Linked DNA regions of Mus musculus: region 2 is linked to region 1. A link is a contact called in public HiChIP or PLAC-seq data. All regions are on one chromosome and are shown on one strand. Each heading gives the region's core, a stretch centred on a gene start, on an enhancer-like site or on the middle of the called end of the contact. The rest is flanking DNA. Distances are from core to core; before and after follow the strand shown. Region 1 overlaps Zfp395 (zinc finger protein 395). Region 2 overlaps Elp3 (elongator acetyltransferase complex subunit 3).

What was found. HiChIP or PLAC-seq counts read pairs in DNA pulled down with a chosen protein or histone mark.
Region 2: an H3K27ac HiChIP or PLAC-seq map of T-cell acute lymphoblastic leukemia shows a contact between it and region 1, with 2.8 times the contacts expected there. The contact joins two enhancer-like sites. A contact is called at or near these places in 1 of 484 Hi-C or Micro-C datasets (the G1E-ER4 cell line), 7 of 115 datasets of contacts at active chromatin or transcription factors (T-cell acute lymphoblastic leukemia, a beta-TC-6 cell line, embryonic stem cells and 1 more) and 1 of 9 other capture datasets (embryonic stem cells).

Annotation. Positions count from the first base shown.
Region 1 is chr14:65,374,211-65,380,913 of GRCm38.p6, forward strand. All of the region lies in intron 1 of Zfp395 (zinc finger protein 395), which reads left to right. Among named protein-coding and RNA genes, the nearest start is that of Zfp395, 19 kb to the left of the region's middle. Within about 2 kb of position 2,466, at least 223 of the 459 cell types and tissues checked have an H3K27ac peak or open chromatin away from gene starts, as enhancers often do. A contact at or near this core is called in the G1E-ER4 cell line and T-cell acute lymphoblastic leukemia, where this site is marked.
Region 2 is chr14:65,545,565-65,552,280 of GRCm38.p6, forward strand. Elp3 (elongator acetyltransferase complex subunit 3) reads right to left here. Exons shown (of 15, transcript NM_001253812.1): 11 at 5,821-5,911; 12 at 3,856-3,921; 13 at 2,302-2,529; 14 at 1,570-1,651. Among named protein-coding and RNA genes, the nearest start is that of Elp3, 44 kb to the right of the region's middle. Within about 2 kb of position 2,932, at least 11 of the 459 cell types and tissues checked have an H3K27ac peak or open chromatin away from gene starts, as enhancers often do. A contact at or near this core is called in the G1E-ER4 cell line and T-cell acute lymphoblastic leukemia, where this site is marked.

The DNA of each region.
Region 1 (6,703 bases), core at 1,216-3,715:
TTGGGGGAAGCCCCATCCTGGATCACTGCCCCAGGGCCCCTTTCCCCTTTCCTGCCACAACCACCCATGCCACTTTGACCTCGCTGTGAGTTAAGATCTTTAACAAGAAACCTCAGGAGTCATCCCGCCTAGGCAGCCTGGCCTCTGCTCATTTGTGAGTGACCATCTTGGCTGTCCTGAGAGTTCAGGCCTCTTGGAATCAGATCATCTGAACTCCCAGCTGAGAGCTGTCATTTCTGTGTCTGTGGTTCTGGAAAATTGCTCAAACTCACTGGGGCTCAGTTTGCTTATCTGGGAAATGGGGATGGCCAGGGCACATATCTTGTGAATTATCTAGGAGGATTAAATGAAGTACAAATTTCGAACTGCACATCGAGTTACTGGAGCTTGGGTAGCTGAATCAGCAAAGCTATTGGACTGGTCCTGAACATAGCCTCTGAAAGACTGTGGTTTGTGTGTCAAGTTTCCTATTCCGTGCTTGTCTGTTGATGTTGTAACCAACCGTTCTAATGAAGTAGCCATGAGCACCTGTGCTCTTAGGTCATAGGTGTGTGTGTGTGCGCGCGCCTGTGCCTCTACTCTGGGCAGGGTTGGAACCATCCTTGTCTTCTTCCTCCACTTAGCATTGTCTTCAGGACCTAGGCCCTGACACAGCCGTGTCAGCAGATGGCTAGGGTCTGGGGCTTTGCTCAGTGGTACTGCTGGCCCCAGGTTTCTGGTGAGTCAGTGCTCAAGTGCGTCCTAGCGCCAGTGTGGGCCGGATCTGCTCCACGAGGCTGGCCAGGCCACACCCCGGGGAAGTTTGGCAGTCAGCCTTGAACACCCTGGGCAGGGCCCCAAGACAGATGTAGGCACAGGGGAGTGAGCAGGGGAGCAGACCGTGGCTGAAGAGAGGTGACAGGCGCCTGGTCATGTGGGAGACAGACATTCCCTCTCTCTGGACTCCCTAAATGTCTAGGCTTGCATTGAGTATGCACTGAGGACTGACCCCAGGGGGTTTGCTGGCCAGGAGGCCTCTAAGAGCAAGAGGTTGGATTTCTTTTCCCCTAGCTTGCTGAAGTCAGCTTGGTTGGGATTCCAGTTAATTAGTGGCTCACCCATGGTAGGCTTCTGGATTCCCTTGAGAGTAAGTAGTTGTATTTCAGGTTCTGGTCGGGTACCCCGGTGCAATGCCAGTTCCTAGATGGCTGTTGGTGGACAGTGGCTGTGCAGAGCTCAGAGTCACTTGCTATGTTATTTAGCACGGGCCTCACGGCCATGAGAGGAACATGGTCCTTCTGGATTTGGCGCAGTGTGCAGGCATTGGCTCAGTGAGGCAGATGCAGTCTCACCCTCACAGGTGAGGTGCGGAGCTTCGGACTTGAAGGTGGTGGTTGCTGGTGGCTTCTGGAGTGGACACTGATTCCTGAGGGGTACTTAGTTAGTGCCTTGATCTCCACCCTCCCTGTTGAGTGTCTGTGCAGGCACAGTATTCCTTGCATGTGCGCACACTGTTTGTCATTGTTAGTTGTAAGTCTCACACTCCAGCCTGGTGCCTGAATCGCCGGCACATTTGCTGGCACCCGGAGCCTGGTTCTCCGCCACAGGGAAGGTGCAGGGCTGCCGGGTGACCTATTGATTTCAGCCAGGAGCGTCGCCAGGTACTTTGCCTCTTCCGCCAAGCCCTCTGCTTGTTTATTTGGCCTTGTCAGGGAATGTGGTAATGTCAGGGAGTGACGTCTGAACCCTGCAGCCTCCTCTTCCAAGTGGGCTCACCGTCAGCAGCCATTCTGTTCATTTGGCATCACCAGGGTCTGAGGTTAATCCGTTCAAATGGTGACCACGTTCTAAAGGGCACTTGCTCTAAGCACTTCTTTGGAAAAAGAAGAAAGAAAAAAGAATTATATCCTATGCTCTGCTTCTCTTCAAGGAGGAAAATGTCACCTGCTCTCCTTTCGCCAGAGGCCCCTTCTTTCCTGGGTCACCCTTCCTACCCCTCAATTCCTGGAGAAGGGAGAACCAAACCCAGGAGGAGCCACCAAGACTGTAAATGTTCCCCCACCGGGTTCCTAAGGTGATCTTGGGCAAATGAGTGGCTTTCTTAAGGGACCCTGCTTTCTCCACGGCAAAAAGGGGTACAACTGTCCCTCCAAATTAAAAATGATCTTTCATTCACTTACTGTGTGCCTGTGCCTGTACCTCGCATGTGCGTGTGGAGTTCGGCCAGAACACAGCCTAGTCTGCAGGAGGTGGTTCTAGTCTTCTACCATGTGAGACCCAGGGATGTGGTTCAGGTCCCTGGGCTTGGTGACAGGCACCTTTTCCCCTGAGCCATCCTCCATGTTTTATTGGGTTACTGGGGTAGGAAAGAACAGCAGCCCCCAAATTGTCTGTTAAATTGAGAGTAGACAGGGAACCACCTGAGTGTTTGCCCTTTGAGCTCCAGCACCAGGCTCCGAAGCTTGCCGGGAAAAGCCACAGAGCTGCCAGCTGTCTGGGGCCTGTCTCCCCGGGGAGACTCTGCTCCTAGTCCCCTCCCCTGAGACCTGCCTGGCTCTGGGGAGAGTGCCAAGTCAGCACTCCTTTATCTCCCTGTCTCCTCCGGGGAGGAGTTTGAGCCCAGTTTCAGTCAGGTTTAACCATAACATTCCCTCTCTGTTATGTATGTATTTACTTTCTGCTGGTTGAAACAGGATCTTCTTACTGTGTTGTCTAGGCTGTTCTCCCCTGCTTCAGCCTCCTCAGGACTATAGGGATTGCACCTATACATGTATTACCTGCTTTTTGCCCGTTCTTTTCCTCTGTGTGTGTGTGTGTGTGTGTGTGTGTGTGTGTGTGTGTGTGTGTGTGTTCAGAGCTAGGGGTTGAACCCAGAGCTTTGGTGCATGCTATTTCAATGCTGGCTCCCCCCCCTCCTTTTCATCTTTTAAAAACTTTGAAACTGAGTCTCACTAAGTCCCCAGGCTTGCCTTGAACTTACTGTGTAGCTTAGTCGGGCCTTGAACTTGGAATCCTCTTGCCTCAACTTCCCGGTTAGCTGGGATCACAACCCTGCCTGCACTATAAGGCCTGCCTCTTATGAAATCAGTCTTAGAGCAGAGTTTGAGTGCTGTCTAAGGCCCTGCCTTGGGCGGGAGAGATGGCTCAGTGGATAAGGACACTTGTTGCTCTTGCAGAGATCCTGGGTTCTGTTTTCAGTCTCCATATGTTGGCTCGCGTCTATCTGGGACGCCAGTTCTAGGTGATCAGATATTGTCTGCGGACCTCTGTGGGAGCCAGGCACGGACATGGTACACATATAAAACACTCAGACACATTAAAATATGTCTAACAACCAAAAAAACTGCTTTACTTTTTCTAAAAATGTGTATGAGTGTTTTGCCTATACGCATGTATGTTTATACATGTGTGCAATACCCACAGAGGCCATAAGAAGGCACAAGAACCCTTGGAATTGGGGTTGTGAGCTGCCATGTGGGTGCTGGGAATTGAACCTGGGTCCTCTGCAAGAGCAGCAAATGCCCTTAACAGCAGGGTCCTCTTTCCAGCCTTCTGCCTTGCTTTGATGTCTACCTTCACGTCAGGGGAAGCAGCAGGTCCTTTTTAGAACTATTTTTTTGTTTCATTTGCAATTTTATTTGTTTTATGTGTATGAGTGTTTTGCCTGTATCACTTGCATGCAGTGCTCAAGGAGGCCTGCAGAGGGCATCAAATCCCCTAGAACTGGAATTATAGATGGTCGTGCATTGCCATGTGGGTTCTGGGAACTCCACAGGATCCTCTGCTGGAAGCAAGTACTCTTAACCACTGAGCCATTTTTCCCGGCCCCAAACTATTCTTGAATCTGGGCCCTGAGAAGATTTGATTGAAATAACAAACCTTGAGTGACAAGCAAAGTATGACAGTCTGCAAAAGGCTCTGTAGTCCCAGCGCTGCTGGTTGAATATTCTTCAGCAGAGGCTTCTGGGAAGAGAAGCTTATCAGTTATTCCACCCTGCCCCCAAACTGGGAACATCTGCAGAAATCCGTGTCTGAACCCCGAGTCATCTGTTTCATAGTCACATACCTTAAACATAATTTTACCATTTCTCGCTCACTGTGCATGTTTATGTATGTATGTATGTATGTATGTATGTATGAATGCTTACATGTATGTATGTGTCATGTGCATAACTAGTGGCCTCTGAGGTCAGGAGGGTGGTTGGATCTCCTGGACCTGTTGGTTGTGAGCTGCCACGTGGGTGCTGGGAGCTGAGTGAATGAATCCTGATCTTATGTGAGAGACTGCTCTTAACTGCCAGGTGGTCTCTGGAGCTCCTTGCACGTTATTTTTAACATGCCCGTGTTTTCACATGTAGTCACGTGTGGAATTTTCAATGTTATGACACTATACACGAGCTCTTGGTGTTTGAGGTTTTCAGATGAGAGCCCTTCCTGGGTGCTAGGCTCTGTGCTGATCACTGTCTTGTTCTAGAGAGTCAAGCCAGCAGGACAGTTAGGAACAAAGGGTGCTGTGTTTCTGTGAGAACTGGGAGGAGGGGCGGAATGGGGCGGTGCGGGGCGGGGCGGGGCGCCTGTTGCTGGGGAGAGCTGTGAACTCCTTCCTTTCCCTCAGCAGCACTGAACCGCCTCTGTCACCCCGTTGAATGCCAGCTGGGCCATGAGACCCACGGGCATATTTGCTGATCAGATTCATTTGTTATTTGCTGGAAACCGGATCGGATGACCTGCTGCTCTGGCCCATCGCTGGAGTATGAAAATGGCTCTGTTACTTGAGATCATTATTCTTCCCTTCCATGATCCTGTTACATCTGTTACTCACAACAGTAAGAGGCCCCATGCTCCATTACCGGATGTTGTGGAGAGGGGTCCAGCCCTGATTCTTGATTGGCTGATTTTTATTTAAATGTCACTTTTTTTTTTAAACCTTTAGAAAAATACAATAGTTAGAATGCCCCAAGAATTCAAACTTTACTATCTGGACAGCTGATTTGCAATTTTAAAAATTCTATGTTATTTATTTAAGTTTTGGGTGTGGGTGTGCATGTCACAGTACATGTATCTAGGTCAACAGTTTGCAGGACTTAGTTCTTTCTTTCTTTCTACCAAGTGTGTCAGACGCAGGTTGTCACTCACTCACCAGCCTGAGGCCAGTGGATTTAGAAATACCAAGTAGACCGCTAATAGATGTGCAGTGCTGTGCATCTCAAGAGTATGGTATGAAACTCTTAAATGTATATGCTCCCATTCTATAGGAGTTGGGGAGATAGCTAGGAAGCGCTCTCTGTACAGGTACGAAGAGCTGTGCCCAAGTCCCTCCAACTCAGTGAAACAGTGTGGTAGCTCAAATCTGTTCCCCCAGCTTCTACAACAAGATAGAGTGAAAGAGCAGCAGGGTGAGCGTCCCTAGCCTAGGGTACACGGGTGGGTGGTGAGGACAGACGCCTGAGGTTGCCCTCCTACCCACACATGTCCCCAGAATGTGCACACACACCAAAGAGCTGGATGGATGGCTGAGATCAGAGGCTTTGGGTTAACCCTCACTGGGATTTCGTTGTCGTCATCGTCGTCGTCTTCTTCTTCTTGATTTATTTTTATTTCTAATTATGTGTGTGTGTGACTGGGTGTGTGCACGTGAGTGCAGTTGTCCAAAGAGAGAGCAGAACAATGCCGTCAGAGCTCCCATGAGTGACATAGGTGCTGGGAATCAAACTTGAGTCTTCTGTAAGACAGTTCATTCTATGAACTGCTAAGTCCTTTTTCCAGCCCCCTTACTGGGGTTTCTAACTTAAACCAGGTGGGGTTTTCTCCTGTCTCTGGGGAGAAAAAAACCCAAGTAGGTTAAGTTTTGTTGCTGTTGGTTTTTTGTTTTGTTTTGTTTTTCCCTCAAAGGCTGAGAACCACCAGCTAATGGGGATGGGATGTGACAAAGTGCAAATGGCGGCCTGTGAACCACAATGGTTATATGAATGTATTTGCTCATAATCACTGTCAACACACAGGTGTACACTGCACCTATCAGCCGAGATACTTGCTAGTCATGTGTGGAAAGAGATGCTGGTGGAGATCTGCTGGAAACAGGAGACACGGTTTCCTGACAAACTTCTGTCTTCTGGTTGAATTTAGAAAATAACATTGAAAAGAAATTCAAGTTAAAACATTAAAGATTTAAAGGAAAAAAAAAAAAAGAAACCTGGTAGTTCTCCAGTAAAAGATGAGGACGGTACCCAGGATATTAAGTACTAAAAACTCAGGCTACTGTGTATGCGCTGGGTGTGAGATCTCTGTAAAGACACGAAAACAGGGGTTTAATAGGAGCCTCTTGTCTTCATTTCAACCCTCATCATCAACTTGGTGAACGTCAGGGCTTTTGCAGTTAGAAACCTCGCTGTAAACCTCACCTCCTCAACTCTGACACAAGTCCCATGCGTTGTGTAATAAGCCGCTGGCTTCTGACCTGTGTCCTGGAAGTGCTGCTGGGTGATGTCATGGCATGCCGCAATGCCCCTGGGTGGTGAGAGGCACAGCCGTCAGATGCAGCTCTGTGCACTTGCAGACGTGTGCTGAGAGAAAGAGAGAGAGAGAGAGAGAGAGAGAGAGAGAGAGAGAGAGAGAGGCCGTTGTCCAGTAGCCATCATGTGATGAATGGCAGTTTGTGATTCTGGACCATCGAGTTTGTTTTACTGTTCTGTCAGGTTCAGTTAGGTAACGGAGAGCAGATGTC
Region 2 (6,716 bases), core at 1,682-4,181, 170 kb after region 1:
GTCTAGCTTCTCATCCATGGTCTGAGGGCAATCAGAGGCAGCACACTGGCTGGTTAGCAATTGTGGGCTCTCCATCCGCAACTAGACCTAAAGAGCTAGGATGTGCTAAAATGACTTTTAGCAAGCTCTGTGGGGATCAGCCCCACCCAGATGTACAGGCAGAAGGCCTTCTGAAGCAGCCTGCCCTTCCCTGGTACTTCTGGTCCACTTCAGGATAAGCTGGAAGAGGGAAACCTTTCTTATTGCTCATCAGGGCTGGCCAGGTAGTCTCAGCCAGGCACTTTGTTGTGGGACTAAAGTAATGGAGAAAAATAAGAAAAGCTAGACATGCTAAGAAATAGATTATCAACCTGGGTAACATCAAACACCCACGCCAGACTAAATGATTAAGTGAGCCGTGTGACTATATCTCTGTAATGGTAATCATGAAGACCTGGCCACCAGTATTGATTTATTGACTGGCAACTTCTTATTGATTTTTTTTTTTAAACCTCATTTCAGCTTTAATTTTCAGAAAAAAAAATTCTTAGGTCACGAGTAAGCTTTTGGGATGTGGTAGTCAAACAGGAAAACAAAATAAATTCTGGGGTCAAATCTATCCTAAATCTTGATTCTGTGTTCTGCCATCTTAGGTTTCCCACAGTAATTAGTAATTTTTCTTATAGGGACAGCACACTGAAAAATGTGAATGATCAGTTCTTGCTTCCCCCCAAACCTCCCCTTTGTTTCCTTCTCCAACCATTTAGATGTGCTGGTTATTAGCATGGGGACGCGTCTCTGGGATTCAGAAAACAAAAGTCTGTGTAGTTGGCTTAGCAAACGCTGGAGGAACTGAGAAGACAGCAGGTTCAGGAAGAGCTCTGGAAGACTCCATGAGAGGCTCTCAGCCCATGCTGGAGGGAAGAACATCCTCACCTCTAATGATGGAACCAACAGGCCTGCTAAGTCACCCCCACTTTATCAGTCTCCCCTTAGCGTATTTCCACGACTTCCCACTCTCAGTTCTAAAACACTCGGGCTTACATGCATCTTCTAGTCTTCATTTCCTCATGAATGCTCCTGTGTCTGCCTCATTTTATATTAGTTTGTATTCATCTTTCTCCTGCAAATTTCGTTTTGCCTATTTAATTTCTGAATGCATGGTAGGTCCCTAAGAGAAAACCTTCTTCGTCCCATCTCGTCCCAAATGAAGACGCTGGCATTCAGGACAACGGCAAGGGCAGCAGCATGAACTCCGTTCTGCCTTGAACCGTCCTGAACCAGCAGCTCGGTCCCCACCACTCACATTTCCTCACACAGCAGCTGGCACGAAGCACCAGAGCGGTTGACCACAGTGACCTGAGGTCAGACAAGCAGAAACTGCGCCCAGGACACTGGCATGCTGCTCTGAGGAACAGAGTGCTTCTAGAAGCACTCACCCAGCTAACTGCTCTCTGACATGTTCCGACGTTTGGACATAAGTCCCTCTCACTTGTCAGCCTGGATCAATTTGAACACAGTAATCATGGAGAGGCAAAAGATCGAATCTCAGTGTGAACAGATGAGTCAGAAACCCATCTCTCCAGTCACCTGATATAACTGCCATTTTCCCAGATCCATGCTCTTCCCGAGCGATTCTCTCTGCCTCTTCCATCAGCAGCATGCCGAACCCCTAGAAGGAGCATAAGGGAAGAGAAGGGACCCCAGTAAGCAAGGGCTGCACAGCACCTTTTAAACAGTGATAAAACTCTACTGATGAGCCAGAAGAGTGCACGGATCCCAACCAGAGCACACTCCTGACTTAGTCAGCACTCCATCGAGAGCCAGCGTGGCATTCGGGGTGCTGTGCCTGGGGTCTAGGCAGCCCCAGCTGACAGGAGTCTGTGGCAACAGGTCTTATTTATTCGACCCACCTTCCACTTTTGAAAGGGTTTGGAACGTGGTAAAATTGTTGTAGCATCCCATTTGGTGTTTACCCTAAACCTATTATTACTGCTTTTAACAAATTTTCCTGAAACTGAAAAATACAGATTTCCAACTTTAGGTTGCTAGGGGTTACTTATACAACACAACTGACACCTGTGAATCACTTTCCTGTCATTCGATTCCACAGGAAGTGAACCAGTTTTGTTTGAATCTGATAATTGGGGTGTATCTGTTATCCTTTGGAACCACATGGGAGCAACATGGAGAAGGACTGCCCCAAAACAACTGAAAAGAAGCCTCTTTCCCACACCCTCTCTCCCTTCTCTCCTCACCAGCTGCCTTAACTTTCCCTATTTCAGGCAATTTCTTAAGTATAACCCAATTAAAACAGGATACCTGATGCTGAAATTTAGTGGGATCCCGGCTGCTCACAGGGACCACACTTCCATACACGTGTAGCTCTCGGACTATGGAAACACCTCCACCCAGTTCAAACCGGAAGGTTTCCTCAGAGCACTTCCGCAGCCTTAGGAGGCCAATCAGAATGTCCTGATCAGGATCTTCGTAGGACAGGAAAGTTTCCCAGCCACCATTGGCAACATAATCTCTCCGTACCAACTCGACCTGGTGGATAAGGAGCCATGAAACATCTCATTCAGAACTAAAGAACCAAGTTCATTTTTATAATTGCAGGAATGTGTTTAGGCTAATGTTCAGCTAGGAACAAAGCATGAATCATCACTAATTATGGCTTTTATTTGCCTCCTCTCAAGTAGCACAGGATTGTTCATGGGCTATTCTAAATGGAGAACAATTTTACAAATATTTGAACTTAATTAACCTTGAGATTCTTACAGATATTCAGCTTAGTGAATGCTTTTATGTAAATTTATGTCCCACAAACTGTCTCTAAGATAAAACTACAGATTAAATCACACATGTGGCTTTTAGGACCCCTCCCCCACTTTGCCTTCAAACTGTCAGTTAATGGTTTCCTTGTCTAGTTCTTACTTCTTCCACTAAAACCTCCTTTGTGTGTACGTGTGTGTGTGTGTGTGTGTGTGTGTACGTGTACGTGTGAACTCCTCTCCTAGATTTTAGAAAGTGTGACATTGGGCGGGGCTTGTGAAATAGGCCTAGTGAGGGAGGAATACATTAAGATTGATCAATAGAGCACAGTTTACCACAGAGGGATGGATGGGAACTTCAGTGGTAGAAATCTACAGATTCTGACTCTTCAACCTGCTGTACAGGTGATTCTATGAATAGTATGGCATAAGAGGTGGACACCCAGAATTCTACATATTTAGACACACCCTGTAAAGCAAAATAAACAACCCCTCAGCTTGAAGTTTGGTATATAAAATGATTAATGTGTCAGGTCTACTTTTTCCTCTTAATAGGCCCTTTAGCAACAGTTCATGCTAAGAACAGAATCCAGCCTTTCACACACGGGATTCCCAAGAATTGTGCTTCACAGACAATGCTGCACTGAGTTAGATGTTACAGATGTATGGAAGTGAACTACTCAGAATGCCCAGGGCACTGTGCTGAAGCTATGGGAAAGCCAGTTAGGACAAGAACTTGCAGGTTACATAGCGGAGAGCAGCAAGGCTGTCCATAGGAAGCAGTCACTAGTCACAAGCAGCTACTTACACATGAATGCATTTAAATCAAATGACTGGAACTCTTGAGTCCCTACTGTGCTCTCCAGAGTCACTGCAGACAGACTAGGGGTAACATGAAGCAGCTTCACCTTAGAACATTTCCCACACTGCAGAGTTGGTGAAAAAATGAGGTCTAGCCTTGGTTTTCCTTACCTGGCTCTTCTATAATGCAGTGACTCTCATGGCTGGTTTTCCTGCTTGCTACTTTCTGCAATGAGCTATTCACTCAGTTAGGGGTAAGCAGGTGGGGTCCAGGCTTGGGGCAGATTTAGAGGAGACTGACCTGGTATGGCCGCACTCTGTGATGAATTTCTTGGATTCCAACCTCCCTGGTTCTCACATCACGGCACTGCCAAAAAATCAAAGTAGTGACTCATTCATTGTTCATTTAAAACAAATCCTGGACTCAAAATCATGTCTGTACATAACTTACACTGAAATAGAAAAATGAAAACTTTAAAAAGCCATCTTTACAAAATTTGATGATGGGGATTTGTAAAGGTGTACTGTTTCCCTTTCAAAATGAGTTTAGAACTCAAAGAGACCATATATAATCTTGGAAAATGAACAATTTTAAGTTAGAAAGTTAGAAAATAGTTTTGCCCAAGAGACTTAACTGTGAAAAACACAACTCCAAAATATGATTGAAAATACAGTCCCAAAATATCACAGGAAGAGTAAAAACAAATTCTTAAGTCTTTAAAATCTATGTATGACATTATTATTTTTAGTGTTGTATCATTTTAAATATGTCAAAAGACACATATCAAAGATATGTTTCCTTTTCCAAGAAAGGCATTGTAAAGGAAAGAAGGAAGGGAAGATATAAAAGGAACCTAGATTCATATCTGACACAAATTGGACTTCAACTCCAGATAGCTCTTGGGCATCCCCCACCTGTGCGCAGCTGCCGGGAGATGGTGTCAATGGAAGGCATGGTCAGGATCCTAACAGCACTCGCTCCTACTACTCAGCCCGGTGTCCATCCCATACAGCCTGACACTTAGCATTACAGAATCCCTGCATTATCCAATGATATGTCCCCCTGCTTAGTCCTCCTCTACAGAATAAACATACATGTATCTACCAGTGAGACAGAATCATGCAAGCAATATCACTAACAATGTATCTATAAGAGTTCGTTATTCAGTTTTGCAAAAAACAAAGTTATTTTCTTGTTTCAGGAAACCCACCCAGCAAGATACTCTGCTGATGTGGCCTGAACAGCAAATAAGGGCCATGGGTTTCTACAGCTGACCAGCTCTCTATAGGAGACTAGGTGTATGTGGCTAGAGGTCATTGGTCTCAATCAGCAGGCACCCTGCTTCCTCTTTGTTCTTTCTTGGAGTATGATTTTTCAAAGGCAGAGATGACATCTACTTACTTTCTGGAAAGGAAAGCCTAAGAGACTCTGCTCTTTGGATTGATTCCTGGGCCCCTTAGCAGAGGCTAGCAAGGGTTAGACGGGGGCAGGGTAAAGATGGCCAATACACAAGGAGACTGCTGGTAACCAGGTCTGTTGGACCCCTAGAAGCGGATCCTTAGGAGGCCAGAGATGGAGGCCAGCTGGCAAGTGACGAGCAGAGTAGGCACAGTACTGTGTGATGCTGGTGACCAGCCTCATGCACTTGCTTATTTCTAAACGTCTATTATATCTAATTATTATATTATTTTGTTGAATATTCAAATAATTCAATAGTATTCAAACATTTCATTTTGGACAATGTTCTAACATGTTTTCCTCCATGATAATTTGAGGAAGTGTAAAGTAAGTCATGGGTCCATGCTTGAAAACAGCCAACAGATCCCCTGCTCTCTCCTGATCCACTGCACTGGTTTCTGAAGGCAGAGTCTAACCCCTGGTGCCCTGGCCAGACACTGCTTCCAGCTTATCTCTTCAGAAGTTCCAAGAAGTTTCTAGAATGCTTCATTTCAGACTCACTACTACCTCCCAAGACTGTTAAATTAATAGCTTCCTTCCTTCTCTTACGGTCAAGAGAGAGACGCTGCCTGGTAAGTATAAAGCAACAGGTTATAGAAGTCAGAAGACAAAGACACAAGGGGACAGCAGCAGTGTTTGTCACCACTCATACAGCTTCTGCAAGCTACCCAGAACACCTCGAACACACAAAGTTTTCTGACACAGCTGGTACCAGCAACGCCTGAGAGTGACAGCCCTGGGGCTAAGTGCAAGGAGACTCCCTATTCCTTCACAGCACACCTGGCTGGCAGCCACATTAACTCATACCTGTATTCCAAGATCCTTCATTCTTGCAAATGCCAGCTCGCGCAGGTTGCCATGCTCCACTCCTGAGCTGACAAGGGGCATTGGGATGTCTCTGTAGGAGAAAAACACCAACTGTGGGGAAATGTAAACTATTTTCCATAGTAGTCCGGCAGTGAGATTTTAAAAATAAAAAACAATGAGAGACCACAAAGCTGCGGAGCAGAAGGCAGAGGATGCTAGGGATGAGAGGAGGCAAGGTAGAGAGCATCCCTGTACCCTAGATTACCCATCTGTAAGCTCCCTTCTTCCCATCTCTCAGGGGGGTATGAAGCACATATAATGGAAATCACAGTAGAGAACAAAGCACAGAATCTGCCCAAATGCTGGGAGCCATTAGGAAAAATCTGGGGTTCATGAGACACTGCACTAAATGAAACAAGGATTAAAACAAATAAACCTCAACTCAATGGAGAGAAAAAAACCAATTGTGAATCAGAAACCACTTGGCAAACACTTTCCCTTCTACACAGCAGCTGAAAGTCACCAACAAGGAAGGTCAAAAGCCTGGTTTAACTGCTCCCACAGACCCTTCCCCATTTCAGCAGGCCTAAGGATGGGGAAATGAGATTTGTCCTCTGCACTGGGATAGTGCAGAGTGCCCGACATCAAGGAGAGGCCAGTCAAAAGCCGAAGTCAGGGTTGTACTGCACTTACTCCTGAAGGCTGATCAGTGAGCACAAAGAACATTTCATGAATCTACCAGGCTCTGGAACCCAACTGTTTCCATGGCGATACTATAAAGAGAAGCACACTAGGAGGCTTAAAGTGACAGTGCCCTAAGACATTTGCTTCACCTTGTGACTATGTCTTAACACGGTAGCATACACGGCTTACATAGAGGTTGTTTTAGTATAATG